Regions from separate parts of the Rattus norvegicus genome. Here region 2 is linked to region 1. The links are chromatin contacts, called in public Hi-C maps. All regions are on one chromosome and are shown on one strand. The core of a region is the stretch at or near the end of the contact, and the rest is flanking DNA. Distances in the headings are between cores, read along the strand shown.

Evidence for each region. Hi-C and Micro-C count contacts between places; a contact is called where the count stands out from the background.
Region 2: a Hi-C map of the A7r5 cell line shows a contact between it and region 1, with 2.5 times the contacts expected there. The contact joins the enhancer-like site here to the promoter of Tnfaip3 in region 1. A contact is called at or near these places in 2 of 12 Hi-C or Micro-C datasets (the A7r5 cell line and liver).

The regions. Positions count from the first base shown.
Region 1 is chr1:15,541,699-15,545,535 of GRCr8, forward strand. It overlaps Tnfaip3 (TNF alpha induced protein 3), which reads right to left and starts at 2,281. Exons shown (of 9, transcript NM_001427106.1): 1 at 2,069-2,281.
Region 2 is chr1:15,576,674-15,580,725 of GRCr8, forward strand. No RefSeq gene overlaps it. Among named protein-coding and RNA genes, the nearest start is that of Tnfaip3, 35 kb to the left of the region's middle. Within about 2 kb of position 2,213, at least 9 of the 93 cell types and tissues checked have an H3K27ac peak or open chromatin away from gene starts, as enhancers often do. A contact at or near this core is called in the A7r5 cell line, where this site is marked.

The DNA.
Region 1 (3,837 bases), core at 1,031-3,530:
AGAGGGAAAAGAAATCGTAAGTTCTTGTTCCCTGCTTGGAAGGGAGGGGCTGCTCCTGGGAATTTGCATTGGGATGCTGAGGCCTGGAAGTTATTCTCTGTGCCTGATGACAGTTGCGCCTCGCAAGTAGAATTAGGCAGAAACATAGACAGAATGGGACAAAACTACCACACATACATCTCCTTGGTGATATAGCATGGTCTCTCTCACAATGTCATCACCCCATCCATGAATGGATGCATGCAAGCAGCAAGGCTGGACCACCTATTTAAGGCCAACCCTTGTGCCTGATGCGATAGCTAAAAATGTATGATTTCACTCCTAGCCTTGATATCTGTCAGACAACCCCTGCAGCTAAGGCAGTGATGGTCAGACCCATCTCAGGTCCAGCAGACGTAAGGATGCAGCTCTGCTCATAAGCCAAGTCTTCCTATTCCCCATCTCAATCCCTTGCTGGTCTCCTGATAGCAACCCTGGCGTACAGCATTTGCAGCTCTCAGAAACAGGCAAGGAGAAGTTTTGCATCAGTGAGCTGCACCTTGTTCTATTTTTATGGCTATTCTATTTTGCTCTTCTGGACCTCAAGAACTTTTAGCATAGATCTAAAAGTGGCGGGGGCTCTAAGCCATATGTAAGACATGCAAAGGTCAGTATCTGTCAGCCCACTAAGACCCCGTTCACGGACTCTGCCTTGCACTGCGTGCAAAAGTGCCTATTTAAGACAGAGCTTAAACCTCCCTCTGCCCAAGTTTCCAGTTCTTGGACTTCCCCACATTTAGAGAATAAAGTTTCCTGACATATCATTGTAATGTTTTATGGGTAAAAAAAAAAAATTAAAGCACTACCCTTAACTTTTAAAAATATATTTGTTACCTCACTCCCTTACAGATAAATTTCCCAATTTTTGTCACAGGATCAATAAGGTTCTTCAGAACTTACTCACCAAAGTCTTTCCCCCACTTTTATTTTTCCACTCTGAACAGATTTTTTTTTTTTGCCCGCGATGTGGAAACTTCTGTATTATTTATAAACAGATACCTCGGGCAATTGTTGGGAAGTACCCCTCCAAAAATCTATACAACGAGCTGCAAAAGATCCAAGTAGCATATCAGACCACAAGAATGAGCCCTGATCAACCGATAATAATCTGCTCAATAATCTAGGACATCAGCGTATGGAAGGCTAATGAACAATAATCAGTTCCAAACGGTGCCCCCCCCCCTCCACTTGACCAGACCAGCTTTCCAAAGAAAGATGAGAGAACAGGAGAACTAAAAACAAAGCATGCTCCAGAAAGAGCTCTTAATACCTCAGCTTTCCTGAGAGGCCAGGTGGCAGGATGTGGGACGAAGGACCCGGACTGACAAGTCACAGTCTGAGTGTGGAGTCAAGGCTGCAGTAGGGAGTTTTACATGCCACCAAACGTGGACTCCCCAGCAAGCAGGCCAGAGAATCATTTCTGCATGCATACTCTTATACCGGAGCAACTAGGGCCTTAGTGGCAATCTCAAAGCACGCCCCTCCCCTCCACCTCCCTCCCCGCAACCCTCCTCCCACATTGATCACTAAAAAGTTGGCTGGCTGAAGCCTCCAAGTTGGATTTGGTGGCCTCTGAGAAAACCATCCCCTGTTGGGCCAGTAATGCACAATATGGGAAGAAACCCCAGCGCGACTCTGCAAGGTCTACGTGCCTATGAACATGCTGCACTTGATTTCCAAAGGGGGGGCTGGAAGAGTGGGTACACCCACGACCACACGACCTAGGGACCCGAAGGGTGACTATTCATCAGCCAGCTGCAGCTCACGTCACCCTGCAGGATCGGAAAGGAATAGCTAGCTAACCAGACGGCTGGAGAAACTTAGGGCTGTCAACCTAAACACTTGGCACCCGGACCTCAACTCTGGCCAACAATACCCTCACCCCAGAACTCCTGCAAAGCCATAGCAAGACAGCTCCATACTGAGCTGGCCGTGCACCCTGAATCTGGCTGGCACTGCACCCCTCTGGCCGTGCACCCACCCCCCCTGTATCCTGCTAGCCGTGCACCCCAGCCGGAGTACTGCTCACCTCCTGGGGCCGCACGGAGCCCTCGCAGAGCCCAAGTGGCCGATCAGCCGTCACTGGCGCGAGCCGTAGCCGGGGGTCGTGGTTCGGGTCGTGGTGGGGGTCGGGCCGAGGCGGAGCCCCATGGACGCCCGGTCGGGCTCTCTGGTTGGGGGTGTGCACGTCTCTCGGCGGCCTAGCTCACCGCTCCGCCTCCGGCTCCGAAGGCTGCAGACTGGGCAGTTCCCTTTTTTTGCCTTTCAGTTGTATGCTTCGCCACAGGGGGATTTCCGAGGGACTTTCCAGTCACGTGACTCCCGCATGGCGAGCGGCCGGCCAGCAGAGGGCGCTCGAGGCCGTCCCCGCCCCGCCCGGAGAAACTCCTAGGTCCCGCCCCGGGGTGTCCCCGCGTGAGTCACCTGGGCATTTCGGAAGCTGCCTTCCACGTCACATCCATGTGGAAATAGTGGTGATGGGAACTGGAAATGCAATAGGTTCTTTTTTATAGCCTCTTTTCTGAAGAAAATCAGCTGTGAAAAGGAAGGGAAATTAGAAAGAAAACCCTAAAAACCACCCAGACACACAGGACCTCAGGCATGAAGCCGGCTTTGAAGTCTGGGCTGTGCACGTGATGGACTTAAGAAAGAACCGTTCTCAGGGTCCTGAGGGGATTGAGAGAAAAGGCCACAGGGTTCTCCAGACCCTGTGTCAGCTTCAGGCTGGATGCAATGCAGAGTGAGATGAGACACCATGATCCTGCAGTTTTTGAGTTACAGGGGCAAGGTCAAATTCAGAGAAAATTAAATTCACCTCCATCACCCCTACAACCCTCCATTTGCTCCGTTTCTCCTTTATTTCCGTGCTCCAAGGAGCATTAAGGTTTAGAAAGTGCTTCAAGTTTATTACTGTCTCCCCCCATCCTCTACAGTTGTTTTCTTAGGTGTTGTTTGGTTTGCCTGAGAATTAGTTCACCCCAAGAAGCCACTGGTGGAGAACCTTCCATATTGTCCTGATCCCCGACTACAGCTTGCCTTTCTCTAGAAGGGAGAAAGCTTCGGACACAGGGGCTTGAGCTCTGCAGAGAGAGAGAGAGAGAGAGAGAGAGAGAGAGAGAGAGAGAGAGAGAGAGAGAGAGAGATGCTAAAATGCTTTTACCTTCTTGGAGTTTTTCCTCTAGTGTCCCCTTGGCCGAAATCCTAGAAAACAGTAACGCAAACCAGGCAGATAGTCCGTGCCACTGTGACTTTAGGTATGTTCGTCAAGTTGCCAAGTTGCCAGGAAGTATACTGCACGTTTGAACTAGAAACATGTGTTCCTGTCCCCAGGAGTGACTGGGCTAGGTGACAGAGCACAATGGCATTTTTTAAATTATTATTTGTAAAGGGGGGCTTGAAGCAAGAGTACTGGCCACTACTCCAAGATTGGTCTATCCGCTAACTCCCCCCACCCCCTCCACATATCCCTCCACCTCCCCCCGACACACACACACATCCCTCCCTACACCGTTTCTATTTCAAATCTGGTAATATTTGTCTTCTTACAGATGTTTTCAGCTTCGGACACTCAAACAATGGTAGTAATTTAAGACGACATTCCTGAAGTATTTGTTACAGGTTCACATAAACTTTTATGTGAAATTTAGAAAACTTAAGCCACATGCGCCCACAGTCTACACAGTTTTTAGAACTGTGTCTGTCTTGTTCCAAAGCCCACCAGAGAGGGTTAACCACGTGACTATCTCAAGCCTAGGAATCTCTTTGACAAACACAGTAGCCTAGCCACAATAGATGCAG
Region 2 (4,052 bases), core at 963-3,462, 35 kb after region 1:
ATCTCACATGGCTGGTGGCCTTTTCTCCCTCCAAAGAATGGTGAAATCTCCCCTCCTCTCCCTAAGTCTCTTCGCCACCTACTGTAGGGACCCGGAAGTCCCGCCTCTTTCCTTCTGCCCAGCAACTGGCCCCTGATGTCTTTGTTGATGGATCAAGAACTAATTAGGAAACAGGACCTCAGAACCACCCCCTACAAGGCTTAAGAGAGGAAATCACTGTGGGAGAAAAGACATCAATCAGACTAGCAGAGTATTATGCACAGAACATGGTGAATCCATTAGGCAGCCTCCTTGATGATACAAATTAACAAGGCCTGTTTGTTAACAGTAGAGATTGTTAGGATTCTTTCAAATTAGAGTGTCAAACTGACCCCTATAATGCGCGCCCTCTTTGCCTGCCTGTGTACATGCATTTGGAAGTCAGGGGTCAGAGTTTATCTTTCACTCTCGCTCTTCACCTTAGTTTTCTGTTTGTTTGTTTTGTTTTGAGACAGTGTCTTTTACTGGACTCAGAGCTTACCAACTGGATAGACAGGCTAGCCAGCCAAGGGCCTCCTGTCTCTGCCAACCAGTTCTCAGATCACAACTGAGGTCCTCATGCTTGTGTCACAAACACTTAACACAGCAAACCATCTCACAGATTGAATGGGTCCATTTTATCTCCTGATATCCAATTGAGTCCTAAAAGGGCCACAGATTTCTCTACTTCCAATCCCTGCTTCCCCCTACTGATGCCCACAGAAGTTTCTTCCTCTCTCTCTTTCTTTTTTTCTCCAGTCTCTCTCTCTCTCTCAGGATCCCTCCTTTCCTCTGCTTCCTTTCCCTTCCTCCCTCCTTTCTTTCCTCCCTTCCAATCTTACTCCCCCCCCCCCCCGCTTTGTTCAGCATATTACCTAAATTTGGTGTTTCTCGATGGGACCCAGGGAGTTCTTCACTGCAAGTGGAGTTAGAGGAAGAAGAAGCCACAGATGGTGCATGTCACTACTTGATGACAGTCATGAATTTACGGATTTACAGAGGGTGATTTCAGTATATTACCTAACTACATCACCAGGCAGGTTCTGTCTGTGTGAGAGTTTGTTTGCTTTTTACATACTGATCAAATAAAGTTGGATAATAAAGCCGAGTCATTCAATCCCTTCAGAAAGTCCCCAGTCCTTCCACTTGGGAATTTTGAATCAGAAAAGTTCCAGCGTTTTCTATGTGATGTGCTCTCTCTAAAAACATGACTTGCATGACTCCTGGTACTATTTTCACTTTGTGTATTCAGTGTGATAAGCGGCACCTGGGGAAGCTTTGCTCGAATGAACTCTAACCTTAACCTTCTGTTGCTCTGAGCGGTGCTCTTGCTCTTTTCAGAGAGACTCCTTCCCAGTCCTGACTGTTCTGTTGCCTCTTAAGGTTTAAACGCCTGGGCTGAAGGTGAGTGTATTGTATTATCCAGGTGGCAGGCCCTCTTGTTGTAGCATTATTAGCATGTGCATATGTGCCTCTACCTGGAAAAGGTTGTTAAAAAAAGAAATATGCAAACACACCTAAAGGTTGATACTGAAGAAATATTTAGAAGTTGGAGCGAATGAAGACTTCACAAATCCTTGATCATCTCAAGCATCCATGCTGAAGACAGAACAGAGTGCTAAAAGAGGCATGATACCTCAGGCAGCATTTAAAATTCTTGTGACTATAGTATGGATTGCTCTACTGAATAGAAGGGAAAGGTGGCCTTGCTTTACCAGCTCACCAATACTTCTTAGCACAAAGTGGTACATACTAGCTGTGTGCGTAAACATTTATGAAACTTGACTTTAATTAAGACATGGCTAGGGTTACTTGTTTTGAACCCCCAAACTAGAATAATCTATTCTTATGTAGCTGAAAAAAAATGTATTCTCTTCCAACATATCCTACTAGGAAAAAGTACTAACAAACATTTTTGTTAAGTAAGTTTTCCATAAAACATTATGCCATTTGCTTCTCCTGAAGCTTTTTGTCTGTCACCTGTGGGCCTTTTCCTAATATGGTCAGTAATGAATTGATTTGGTTTTACTGCTTGTTAATTCTTTTAGAATGTCCCATTTTCACTATCACAAGTTGCTCATTTCTTATTGTGAGCTGTGGTTCATTGAGAAGGGGAGTTCCTTTATGGCTAGTAATACTTTGGAATCCCCAGGGATGGTCCATGACAAAAGAGATTAGAATTCTGAAGTGACACCCTTCAAACCACAACTAGTCAGTCTGTGGTCTGAGTCATACACATTCCTTGTCAGATCAGGTCAGCCTGTGCTAAAAGGGGGGAAAGAGGAGGAAGAAATCCTTGTAAAAGTACAGTGTGCCAACAGAAAATTCTCCAGTCATGCTTTAGAATTTTGAGCTCTAACCCACTGAAACTTTCTAATATTAAAATTTACACATAGACCATGAACTTCCCCTTCACTATGGTGAGTACTTTATTTGTGGTGCACTTTATTTATGCACCCATTGTTCAAGTTGGTTCTGAATATCTTTCTTGGAGTTTTCTCTTTTTTTTCTATTTCATTTTTGATTCCAAAGAGAATTTTTCCAACATGTTTCCAAGGTGATTTTTAAAGAGGCTTACATGTCCAGTGTAACATTAAGAACTGAACCCATTAACAAAAGCGTAAGCCATCGAATTCATCGGTAGGGAGTGTCTGTGAGTGATAGGTCTGAATGGAACAGGCTTCCAGAGCCAGGTATAAGTTCTGAAGAATCCATGAGTCTCAGGTCTCAGAGATCAGCAAAAAGGAAGGGATTATCAGATTAAGTTATTGTCTTTTCCTAAGTCATTTCCTAGTTGATATTCATGAGGACAGCTGAGTAATGCCAGGTCTTAGCTGAGGAAAGCCTTACCACACCTATGTCTCAGTCCTGGCTGGAGGTCAAGGTGGCTAAGCCTGCTTGTTATGCCCATTTTAGCTCTTGCCACTGTTATAAACTTTGCTTTCATTTCATAAGACAGAGTCCTCGGTGCATAAACAATACGATGCTATAGTGGAACTCAGGTTTCCTGAGGGTTGACATGCCAACTCTGTAGCTTTTTAGGACCTGGATACCCAACCACATCCCCCGGCCCCCAAAGCCATTCTCAGTCTGGAAAGTGGGTAAAGTGATATGACCAGAGTTCTAGACCAAAGCAGGAGGAAACATGAGATTTTGGGTCCCCCACCCACCCACCCAAACTAATAAACAAATACATAGAAGTCTGGGGCTTGAGGGGCTGTGCCTATAGGAGACTAGATCAAGGAGATTGAAGGTTTGAGGCCAACCTAAACTACACAGGGAGAGGCTGTCTCAAAAATCCCAACAGTTTCCAAAGGCAGATGAGAAAACATCGATGCTATGTTCTCAGTTTAATGCCGGCATATGCAACTTGTGGTGTCTGAGGAAAGGGGGACAAGAGGGCTCCCAAGACTCACACTGAAGACCCGCCATGCACTAGCTGCCACCCTGGGAGTTTTCTCTCGAAGCCCCAGCTTCCTCATTTGCAAAATGGGCAGAATCTTCCAAAACCTGTCTAAGCAACATAGAGAATGTGTGTGTGTGTGTGTGTGTGTGTGTGTGTGTGTGTGTGTGTGTGTGAAAGAGAGAGAGAGAGAGAGAGAGAGAGGGAGAGAGAGAGGGGGAGAGGGAGAGGGAGGGAGGGAGAGAGAGAGAGAGAGAGAGAATGCATTTAAAAGAATGAGATAGGGGTTGGGGATTTAGGTCAGAGGTAGAGCACTTGCCTAGCAAGTGCAAGGCCCTGGGTTCAGTCCTCAGCTCCGGAAAAAAAAAAAAAAGAAAAAAAGAAAAAAAAAAGAATGAGATATTAAAATGTGACTCATCTAACTGCAAAGTTCTTGAGAGCTAACTCTTTCCTTTCAGGAAGAAAGAAAAAAAAATTTTTTTTTTTTTGGAACCAGAGCTTCATAATTTCCTTCTGTCAAGGGTAGTGACCCTTTTCTCACTTTCCCTAAATGACTCATATGGACCTTGTCACAGACTATCTGGCAGTTTATTTTCCCTTTACTTCAGTTTAGTCCTGATTTCTGGTAGAC